3 separate regions of the Mus musculus genome follow, and regions 1 and 3 are each linked to region 2. Evidence: chromatin contacts called from public HiChIP or PLAC-seq data. All regions are on one chromosome and are shown on one strand. The core of a region is the stretch at or near the end of the contact, and the rest is flanking DNA. Distances in the headings are between cores, read along the strand shown. Region 1 overlaps Lin52 (lin-52 homolog (C. elegans)). Region 2 holds the start of Abcd4 (ATP-binding cassette, sub-family D (ALD), member 4). Region 3 has its middle 36 kb from the start of Vsx2.

Region 1 (3,846 bases), core at 1,203-3,702, 100 kb before region 2:
ACTCCTTTAAAAATGAAGAAAGCTGAAGACACTCATCCCAAGACCCACAGATTAGCACATTTCTTTCCCTCATACTAGAGACTCTCCATCACAAGCAGCATGGGATCTTGACAGATGCCAGACCTGTTCTTAGTGTAGGGCACAGAAACGAGCAAATGTGGCCTTCCCTGAGCTCCTGTTAGGACAGGAGTATAATACAGGCACGTCCCTGGCTAGTTTTTTGTTTGTTTGTTTGTTTGTTTGTTTTTTGTTGTTGTTGTTGTTTGTCAACTTGACAAAGGCTAGGGTCATCGGAAGGAAGATGGTGATGGATTTGGGAGGGCCAAGATCACTGTGGATGGGATCGCCCTAGGCAGGTGGCCCTGGATGTTATAAGATAGTAAGCTGAAGGGGCTGGAGAGATAGCCCAGTGGTTAAGACCACTTGCTGTTCTTTCAGAGGACCTGGGTTTAATACCCACATATGATATCTAAGTGAGGGAGTACCTAGTTCACAACCATTTATAACTGCAATCCCAGGAGAGCCAATAACCTCTTCTTGCTTTTGTGGGTACCAGGTACACATGAGATGCACAAACATATGCATCCAAAATACTCATGCACATCAAAAGATAAGATAAACGAAAACTTTAAAAAGGAAGAAACAAATAAATTAGGCTGAACAAACCAGAAGGCGCCATTCCTCCAAGTGTTCTGTGTTGGTTTCTTCCCTGGGTTCCTGCCCTGACTTCCCTTGGTGATGGAGTGTGACCTGAGAGTTGTAAGCTGGAGTGAGCCTTTTCTTCTGCAAGTGGCTTTTGGTCATGGTGTTTGATCACTTGTCTTAGGATTTTATTGCCTTGAATTTTTTTATTGACACCATGACCAAGTCAACTCTCGTAAAGGACAACATTTAGTTTGGGGCTGGCTCACAGTTCAGAGATTTAGTCTGTTCTCTTCATGGTGGGAGCATGGCAGTGGGCAGGCAGACATGGTGCTAGGGGAGCTGAGAGTTCTACATCTTGATCCACAGGCAACAGAAGGGGACTCTGTTACACACTGGGTGGAGTTTGATCATAGAAGATCCCAAAGCCCACCCCAGCAGTGACACACTTCCTCCAACAAGGTCACACTTGTTGTGTCACTCCCAATGGGCCAAGCATTCAAACACATGAATCTATGGGACCTATTCAACCACCTATTCAAACCACCACATCACTGCAATAGAAACCTAATTGAGTCAGGTGTCTAGGACCTGGAGGTGATGATAGAGCCCAGAAGGCCTGCCGTGTAGCCTGAGCACTCTAGGACTAGGTTAGAAGAAGCAGAGCGTAGTGTTTAAATGGGTAAAATACTTGACCTGATACTTTACAGGAGAAGTAAGTAAATGGTTAGTGAGCATAGAGAAATGATCTTTAACAACACTAGTCTTCAAGGAAGTTGTATTTGTAGATTAACAACATAATAGCATACCAGTGTATAGCTGTAGAGTAGCTAAAACTAAAGGTAGACCTTGCAGGTGTTGGAAAAGGTATAAATCTAAATCTCATACCTTACAGGTGTCATGGTCATTTTGGAAAAGTTTGTTAGTTTTATAAAGTTAGCAAGTCCCAGATGTAGCTGTCTCTTGTGAGACTATGCCGGGGCCTAGCAAACACAGAAGTGGATGATCACAGTCAGCTATTGGATGGATCACACACGGCCCCCAATGGAGGAGCTAGAGAAATTACCCAAGGAGCTAAAGGGAACTGCAACCCTATAGGTGGAACAACAATATGAACTAACCAGTACCCCGGAGCTCTTGTCTCTATCTGCATATGTATCAAAAGATGGCCTAGTCGGCCATCACTGCAAAGAGAGGCCCATTGGACTTGCAAACTTTATATGCCCCAGTACAGGGGAACCCCAGGGCCAAAAAGGGGGAGTGGGTGGGTAGGGGGTTGGGGGGGTGGGTATGGGGGACTTTTGGGATAGCATTGAAAATGTAAACGAGGAAAATACCTAATAAAAAAATAAGTTAAAAATAAATAAATAAAGTTAGCAAGTACCATATACATAAAATTCCTAATTTTTTGTTCAAGATGCATAAAAACTCTCTACACAAAGACATCGTGTTTCAAGACTTTATTTATAATATGAGTTAGAAACATCTCAAAAGTTTTTCAGAAGGTAAATGAGTAAGCTAACAATTGTGGTATAGACACACAGTGGGATGGCACAAAGACTTACTGGTTTGCTCCCTGAAGCTTATTCTTACAGAACCCAGGACCACCTGCCCAGGGGCAGCACCACCCACAGTAGGCTGAGCCCTCTTCATCAATCAAGAAAATGTGCCACAGGCTTGCCCACAGGTCAGCCTGGTAGAGGCATTTTCACAGTCAACTATCCTTCTTTCAAAATGACTAGCTGGAGTCAAGCATACACGGTGCACTGGAATGAGATACTTCCTGATCTCTGCACCCATCCCCCAAGTTGTTGGGGAGGCTATTCTGTAGTCACTAAGCTCTCTCTAGATTCTCCTGAGGAAGTGGCAGTGCCCAGAGGAGTGGAGAGGCGCGTTCTAGGAAGAACCTTAGTGCTTTTCGGTGTCTTACCAGCTGCAGTCATACACATATTAATAAATATGAAGTAAGAGCTTGCTAGACAATTACTTTCCAGTTATTTTTTATTTTGAGGGAAGTGATCTAGCATCTATAAAAGTGCTTCTCTTTACTTTCACTTGTATATTTGTTTGAATGTAAATAAACCTAATAAAATGGAAGTTTAAATGTAATTAAAAGTTATAATAAATGTTTGCATAAAATCTGATTAACATTTCCCTTTTATTCTGTTTTGCCATATTGATTACCCACAAGCAGTGTTTAAGATCCTAAATTATTTGTAAAGAAATCCTCGATGATGATCTGTGCTCTCATCAAAGGCCATTGTGCCTCTCCCTGCACAGCAGAGATCACTAGCTGGGTGCAGACTAAGCCGTGGAGTTGACTGATGCAGACTGTTATACATGCTTTAATTGTTTTTTGGCTAAGAATATTTTTGTGTTCTAATTATTTCAAACTCATAATTTATGAGTATTATGAATAAGGTCATTTAGAAACATCAGAATAGGATATTATTGGGAAAAACACAGATTTAAGTAGCTATTATTTTTAATCACAGGGAAAATAACCTCTTATCTGGTTGTAATTCAGCTTTAAATAAATTCATAAATACTGAAGATGGAAAGTGTTATGCTTTTATACTGTGACAATTTTTTCTATGCTACATAATTTTATAAAGAAAAGTTTTAAAATTAAAGCTTGCTAGGTAGCTACTGTATATCTTTTCAAGTTCAATTAGCTCTAAAAATCTTTTTCATCAATGAATTTATTTTCTGGTCAATTTGGACAAATGAAGATATATATATATATATGTAACTAGTAATCTCTTTTAAATGGGATAAATTGGGTTGGGGAGCTGGAGAGAGACTCTGGGGTTAAGAGCACTTGTTCCTCCTGTGGAAAACCTGGGTTTTTTCCCATCACCCACCTGGAGCATCTCACAACCAACAGACTCCACTTCCAGGGAATCTAATGCCCTCTTCTGGCCTCTTTGGGCAGTACACCCATGAGATCCACATGTCTGGGTTACCTATTTGTCAGCTTGACACAATTAAAGTCATTTAAAAAGAGGGAACCACAGTTGAGAAAGTATCACCACCAGATTGGCCTGTGGCCAAACCTGTATTATTTTAAAAAATATTATTATTAATAATTTATGTGAAAGCGCCCAGCCTACTAGGAGCAATGCTACTCCGGGCAGGTCATCCTGGGTAGTATAAGAAAATAGGCGGAGCAAGCCACGAGGAGCAAGCCAGTAAGCAGCACTC
Region 2 (3,645 bases), core at 667-3,166:
ATGAATGCTGAAGATGGTAGAATACAGAATGCTTGTGGGAAAAAGTATATTACTAACCTACCAGAAGCAAATGTAAAAAAATAAATAAATAAATAAATTAGTGAAGATACCTTAATAATGATGAATAAAGTAGGAAGACATTTCTCAAATAAGACCCCAAACCTACAAACTATACAGGGTAAAACTGGTGGGCTTGATTTAGACTTACGTATTTTATTTAACACAGTACCACAGACTTTGGTGAGATGAGAGAAGGTATTTGCAGAATGAAATTGATAAGGAGTTACAAGCTGGAACATGCAAGGAATCTCCGCATGTCAAGGTGTTTCTTTCTTTCTTGGTCTTTTAAGACACAGTGTCTCTGTGTAGCCTTGACTGTCCTGGAACTTGCTCTGTAGACCAGGCTGGCCTCAGACTCACAGAGATCTGACTGCCATCTGCCTCCCATGTGTTGGACTTAAAGGCGTGCGCCAACACGTGATGTACCCAGCACATCAGGATATTTCATAGGAAAGTGAGGAGAGGATATAAGCAGGCAGTCTATGAAAGGGACAATCCACGAGCCTAATAAATGTACTAAGTTAGCACAGTGTAGTTGACAAGATGGCTCAGCCAGCAAAAGGTCCAAGTGTTTGTCGCCAAGATCTGAATTCCAGCCCCAGATCCCACTGCGGAAAAAACCAACTCCAAAACCTGTTCCCTGATCTCCATTCCTGTGTCATGGCACACATATCACACGTGCATGTGCATGCGCCCCCCCCCAATAAAATAAAAATAAAGTTATTACAATAGGATACCATCTTACAGGGCTGGAGGGATGACTCAGCAGTTAAGAGCACTGACTGTTCTTCTGAAGGTCCTGAGTTCAAATCCCAGCAACCACATGGTGGCTCATAACCATTCGGTAATGATATCTGCCCTTTTCTGAGGTGTCTGAAGACAGCTACAGTGTACTTACATATTATAAATAAATAAACCTTTAAAAAATACCATCTTACATACATCATTTAGATACATATTAGGAAAAATAAACTAAACAATACCAAATATGGGGATGGTTATAAGGGACACTAGAACCTTTATATATTGCTGTCAGGAACTATAAATTGGACGCGACCACCCCAAAACATTATAGAATTAAGTATGGCTCAGCATTCTATCCTGAGGTGGATAACTTAAAGAGAAACCATCAGTATCTATCTATCAAGAGACAATTGCCAGGATATTCATTACGGTGTACTTTGTGGTGCTTGAAATACTGGAAGTAATCCAGGCATCCTTTACTAGGGAAATAGAATCTATCCAGGGTGACGCTGAGCACCATTCAGGAGTGAAAAGTCATATAGCATGGATGACCTAAAAAACCCAATGCTCAGTTTAAAAACTTCTCTCTTTTAAAAAATCACAACATGATTCATGAATCCAAAGTCAACATATATTTTAAGGTAACAGGATAATTTAAGTAAGAGGGTCTGAAAAAAATTAATGCAAAGGAGGGTGTGCCAAGAGCAGATCGGAATTGAGAACGAAAACTAAGGGAGGAAGATGCCAAAAGAGGGGGGTCCGCAGTACCTAGAGTGAGGCAGCGTCAACTCCATTCTGTGCAGCCAGGGTTCCAAATAGCCCAAACTGAAGGAAAGTTGCAAGGAAGGACCCGCAGGGGAGCAGCCCCTTCCCCACTGCCCAGGCAGTGCGTCCCTGACAACCCGGCCGTCCTCACTAGCCCTGCTCACCTGGCACCAGCTCGGGCCGTGGGTCCCGGGACCGCCATGACCCGGGATGCAAGCGACGAGGCGACCGAGCAAGCCCGGTGTCCTCCCCGGGCAGAGTCCTCAGAGCTCGGGGCCCCGCCCTAGGAGGAAAGGGGTGGGACTCTGGCGACCACAGAGACGCGCTAGATAGAGAAGACGGCTCCGGCGCTGTGGCCGTTCCCGGAAGCGCAGCCTTTCCTGAAGAACAAGAGAGTAGCAAGAGGTTATAGAGCTGGCCGGGTGGCCAGAGCGTCCCCTGTGGGGCTGGGAGGTTTCTTTTGCCAACTGGTAGTTCCGAGTGTAACTTTCTCCCAGAGAAGACAGCGTGATCTGTTTTTTAAAAAATTAATTAATTTAAAAAATACATATTTATTTAGTGAGCTATGTGTGTGTTCACGCGAACTGTGAACCAGGGCGTAAGTGTCAGAGAACAACTTTGAGGAGTCAATTTTCTCCTTCCATCATGAGGGCTCCCGAGGAGCCAACTCAGGTTGTCAGGATTGGCGAGAAAAGCCTTCATCGGGTGAGCTGGCTCCCTGGTCCCAGCACGATTTACAAGATTTTCTTGAAAATGTATTTTATGTATAGGAATGTTTTGCCTGCATGTATGAGTACCACGTGAGTGCCTGGTGCCTGCAGAGTCCAGAAGAGGGCATTGGAGTCCCTGGAACTCTAGTTACAGACCCAGGGCTTCTGAAAGAGCAGCCAGTGCTTGTAACCACAGAGCCATCTCTCCAGGACGTCCCATCTCTCCCCAGCGTGATTTTGTTTGTTTGTTTTTTGTTTGTTTTTCGAAACGGGGTTTCTCTGTGTAGCCTTGGCTGTCCTGGAACTCACTTTGTAGACCAGGCTGGCCTCGAACTCAGAAATCCGCCTGCCTCTGTCTCCCAAGTGCTGGGATTAAAGGCATGCGCCATCATGCCTGGCCAGCGTGACTTTTTTTTTTTTTAAAGATGTATTTATTATATGTAAGTACACTGTAGCTGTCTTCAGACACACCAGAAGAGGGCGTCAGATCTAGTTACGGATGGTTGTGAGCCACCATGTGGTTGCTGGGATTTGAACTCTGGACCTTTGGAAAAGCAGTCGGGTACTCTTACCCACTGAGCCATCTCACCAGCCCCAGCATGATCATTTAAGTCGGGTAGATGTGACTTAGTGGTAAACGACTTGCGTGTCATACATAAGGCCCCAGCACTACAGAAATAAACATATAAATCAGTTTTCCAGACATATATGGCAGCTCAACCCTGTAATTCTGGACCTGAGGCAGTAGAGCAGGAGGATCAAGAGTTCCAGATATGCCTCAGATACATAGAAAGCGCTGAGTTCATGATTAGCCTGGACAACAGGAGACCTGCCTCAAGGGGAAAAAAAAAAAAAAAGGGTAGAGGATCCTCACTTTACATTTGCAGTTTTCAACACTACTGATTTATAGTGGGTTTCTGGTTTGGTTTGGTTTAGATTGCAGCTGTTTTGGTTCTTTTGGTTTATTCTGTTTTTGTTTTTGTTTTTTCTTCCCGAAACAGTGTTCCACTGTGTAGCCCTGGCTGTCCTGAAACTCGCTCTCTACACCAGGCTAGCCAGGATCTCAGAGATCCACCTGCCTCTGCCTCCAAGTGCTGCGATCCTTAAACGAGAAATGTATGAAATGCTTATAGACTGACTAAAGTGCCCAATGAGAGATTCAAGGAAACAATAATGGCATTTCACATTTGCATCTAAATGTATCTTCCTAGCTCTTGATCCTTAAGGTCAACTCTGGAACAAACACTCAACAAGTCAACAAAGTAACAATTACCAGTTGTTTTCAGAGCCTTTTAGACTTGCTTAGTGGCAAGCTCAGTTATCTTTACAAAGCTTCGTGTCCATGACAAAGATACCAAACAAACAA
Region 3 (3,678 bases), core at 1,028-3,527, 83 kb before region 2:
GCCACTTTGGAAGTGTGCCCCTATGTCTGAAAAGGCCATTGACCTTCCCACCTTTTGTCTGGTAGATTTTGTTTTAGACCAGGGACAGTTGGAGACTTCAGGAGATACCAAGTGCAACTGCGAGTCCCCTGGTTGGCTGGAGTGCTGGCAGAGCCTGTTAATTAGCACAAGAACACCCCAATGCTCCATTAGCCAGGCCAAGCATTCGGAACTTCCCCTCCTGGGGCCTCTTCCTCCTAATGAGAGCAGGAGAAGGGCTCTTACAAAACATTGCCTTAGAATAATATTCTGCTTTGTCCCCCACCAGTAACCAGGGTTGACAGGATCACTCTGTCCATTTCTCCTCTAATTAGCACAATTCCAGCATGGCCTGAGCCAGCAAATGGAGAAAAGCGATCAAAAGCGATCTGACAACCGTACCGAATCACAAATACAAAGAGAGCCATTCCCTGTAATTAGGTGAGACAATCCCTCAGTCCTTTCTCGGCTGGAGTTTGCTGCTAAGACTCTTGCTGTTTGGGTCCCAGCAGCACAGTTACATGTCTCCCTGGGACACTAATAAGCCCCAGATTGTCTTCCGCTTCATACAACTCTAACCAGGGGACAGATGCAGGGAGGAGGGATGGGGAACACGGTCTCTAAACAAAGCAACTCGTGAGAGGTTTCCCAAAGCCCAAAAGGCACAGGCTGTGGAGCAGAGCAGAACTGCACTGGCACAGCCTAGGCTCCATCCCTGGAGCCAGAGTCTGAAGTACTGGAGCTCTGACCTTCCTGGAAGCCCGCTCTGTTTCCTTACCTCCAGCCCTCACTCCTTGCATGGCCTGCAGCATGGTGACTGCGGTACCACGGTGACTGAGGTACGACACCCAGACCTCCATACCCAGACCTGCAGTGAGGTTCTTACCACCATGTCAAAGAGAATTTACACAGAGCCTGAGTGAGAGTCTACCCTCGACGAGCACATGGCCTGCCAGAGGCTCCATTCCTCAGCTCGCTTACGTTTGAACCCTGTCACCTTCATGTCTGCCTCTTCCCCTGTGGACTGACCCCAGTCTCTCTTGGATGATCTCTTTAAACACACACACACATACACACACACACACACACACACACACACACACACGTAGCCTATTTGCCCACGCATAACTGGCTGTATTCTGTGTGACTCAGAAGGTTGGCTGGTAGATAAAGGACATTCTGATTCCTCCAGGATTGCAACCCATTTCCAACAGGAACACTTGGGGTGATACAGTGATAAACTTAATCATAGCCAGGGTCAAAGGATGTAAGGAGAGTTTCCTGGGGTATCTGAAACTCAAGTTCTAAACAGAATTTCTCCATCTTCATTTTGATCTACATGTGATATTGTTGGGAGTGACCTCCCGTAACCAGAAAGTGCTCAATTATATAGAATCAAAGGCGCCAAAAGTCTCAGAGTGACTGTTTTTCCACCATCCCTGTGTGAGACACCATGGTAACAAATGTTAAGTCCAAATGTGCTAAGTCTCCCACTGTAGCAAATAACACTTCTGGAATTTGCTGGAGTCGTGAGGTGTGTCCTTGCCCCATGTGGGAATCAGTGCAGGGCATATCTTACCGTTGTATGGCTACCTGACAGGGCCACTAAACGAGGACTTGGTGCCTTTTTTTTTTCCTGCTCACATTTGTTAAAATTATTGACACTTTCAGGAAAAATACGGTAGCCTTGGAGTAATTAGTGCCGAGTACCATCTCCACCCCTCCCCCGCAGCCTCCACTTTGTGAAGTAACCTCTGGCTAGCAAGGGTACTTGGGAAATGCAGTGGTTGACTCAGCAGACAATGCTGAGAACCACTTGGAGGGAAGTATTTTCCATGACCTTGGCAGGGTTCTGAGCTGGCACTGGCTTCCCATGATGCCAAATCACCATGGCACAGCTTTTCCTCCTGGTAGTTTCTGAGCATCGATGTTATTCAGGTCACTACCCTGGAATGCATTTCCTGCTTTATTCTATGTCCCTGGTCCTTGCTCCATACCCCTCCACAGTGCTCCGGGTGCTTTTCCAGGTATGAGCTTGGTCAGGTTCTCATTCCCTTCTCAGGGCTTAACAGGCCCCACTGGGGCCTCAGCCTCCACCCTCAGAGAGCAGCCTGGCCTGACCAGCCTGAGGTCTCAGGTCAAATGAGGCTGAAGGTCACATCCTGGTGCCTTCCTGGATGCAGCCAAGCCTCAGGGACAGCGGCCTGAGCTCTTAACTCCACACAAAGGAACAGCAGGGAAGAATCAAGTTAGAAGAGTGATGAGCATGTGAGCCAGCCCAGAGCCAGAAATAGTCTACAGAATATGGGGTGGCTCAGAGGGAAGCAAACCCCAGAGCTCTTCATTCATCCTAGCCTCCTGCCCCATCTGCCACTGTTGCTTTGCCTCCACCTTTGAGTGAGTGAGAGAGAGAGAGTGTGTGTGTGTGTGTGTGTGTGTGTGTGTGTGTGTGCACGTGATCATGTCTGCCTGTGCATAGGTCAGAGAGCACTGTTGGATGTCTTTCTCCATTGCTTCTCCAAGCCTGAGGAATCTTGTCCCCACCTTCCTAGTGCTGAGACTGCAGGCATGCCCCGCTAGGCCTGGATTTTTACATGGGTCCTGGGACTCCAACTCAGGTCTCTGCAAGATGAGGTGTCTGGTGGAAAAGACAGGAAAGAAGCAGGAAGACTAGGCCTTGTCCTGAGACATAACAGCCAACCCCAACCTGGGGCATCAAGCCCCGACACCTGGGTAGGCTCTGGGGGATCCTGAGGAGGTTTGACCCATACATCAGTAGAAACAGATGACAAGATGAGAATAGTAAATCCTAAGGTGGCCACATCTGCTCCCCTCCTCTGCCAGAATGTGTTTACCAAAAAGGTCAAGTCACAAAGAGAGCAACATGGCGGACTTGTGTAGCTCTGAGTCCTGCCTGGCCATTACCATAGCTATGAGGCTTTCAGCCAGATGAGAGGGGTGGCTGGATCCGATGATCCCTCCAAAGGAAGAGGGGAGCACTCCAGAAGGGAGGATGGCTGAGGCAGTTGTGACTATGGGAGGACTGTAGTGCAGGCGACACTCTCCAATCTTACCAAAGATTGATGCAAATTGGTTTGGCTCTGACCCTGTCACACCAGGAAGGATAATGATTCCAGCACAGGCGGGGGGGGGGGGGGGGGGGGGCTGTGAGGATTGGTGGCTCACTTCATGTCTTCATTAATGATCTGAAAGACTGGGGTAAACAGCATGCTAATGAAACCTGCGGATGATTGGTGTTACCAACCCCAGAGAGGACAGGAAAATCGCACAGCAAGACCCAGAGAGCTTAGAAATATGGGCCGGCGATTGTCAAATGATTCGTCCTAGGAAAATGAAAGTAGACACGTCAAGGAGAAATGATGGAGGTGCCTCTGGGTGCGGGGAGGACTGCGAGCCTGTGAAGCAGAGATGGGTGGCAGGGTTGGAAGGTTAAGTAAGGGGACAAGAGTGCAGGAAACATGGAAGATCCAGCCTCGAGGACCCAGGGACAAACACAGCACCCGGGGCTAGGTGTGCCCAATTGTGCACCTGAAAGCCACACGGGTTCTACTTGTCCACTAGACAGTGTCAGCTCCTGGATCCTTCTACAAGGCTGGGTGTGACCAAGCCCTGACCTGACCTTACTTACACGTAAACCAT

Evidence for each region. HiChIP or PLAC-seq counts read pairs in DNA pulled down with a chosen protein or histone mark.
Region 1: an H3K4me3 HiChIP or PLAC-seq map of bone marrow-derived macrophages shows a contact between it and region 2, with 2.0 times the contacts expected there. The contact joins the enhancer-like site here to the promoter of Abcd4 in region 2. A contact is called at or near these places in 2 of 39 promoter capture datasets (3T3-L1-derived adipocytes and embryonic stem cells), 3 of 115 datasets of contacts at active chromatin or transcription factors (bone marrow-derived macrophages and embryonic stem cells) and 2 of 9 other capture datasets (adipose tissue and pancreatic islet).
Region 3: a contact with region 2 is called in an H3K27ac HiChIP or PLAC-seq map of embryonic stem cells, with 14 read pairs. The contact joins the enhancer-like site here to the promoter of Abcd4 in region 2. A contact is called at or near these places in 8 of 39 promoter capture datasets (the 3T3-L1 cell line, the HPC-7 cell line, embryonic stem cells and 4 more), 2 of 484 Hi-C or Micro-C datasets (both in embryonic stem cells), 4 of 115 datasets of contacts at active chromatin or transcription factors (bone marrow-derived macrophages, embryonic stem cells and large pre-B cells) and 4 of 9 other capture datasets (adipose tissue, embryonic stem cells, liver and 1 more).

The regions. Positions count from the first base shown.
Region 1 is chr12:84,513,284-84,517,129 of GRCm38.p6, forward strand. All of the region lies in intron 5 of Lin52 (lin-52 homolog (C. elegans)), which reads left to right. Among named protein-coding and RNA genes, the nearest start is that of Vsx2, 55 kb to the right of the region's middle. Within about 2 kb of position 2,453, at least 4 of the 459 cell types and tissues checked have an H3K27ac peak or open chromatin away from gene starts, as enhancers often do. A contact at or near this core is called in bone marrow-derived macrophages, where this site is marked.
Region 2 is chr12:84,615,550-84,619,194 of GRCm38.p6, forward strand. Abcd4 (ATP-binding cassette, sub-family D (ALD), member 4) reads right to left here and starts at 1,917. Exons shown (of 19, transcript NM_008992.2): 1 at 1,734-1,917. The coding sequence starts at 1,771.
Region 3 is chr12:84,532,089-84,535,766 of GRCm38.p6, forward strand. No RefSeq gene overlaps it. Among named protein-coding and RNA genes, the nearest start is that of Vsx2, 36 kb to the right of the region's middle. Within about 2 kb of position 2,278, at least 17 of the 459 cell types and tissues checked have an H3K27ac peak or open chromatin away from gene starts, as enhancers often do. A contact at or near this core is called in embryonic stem cells, where this site is marked.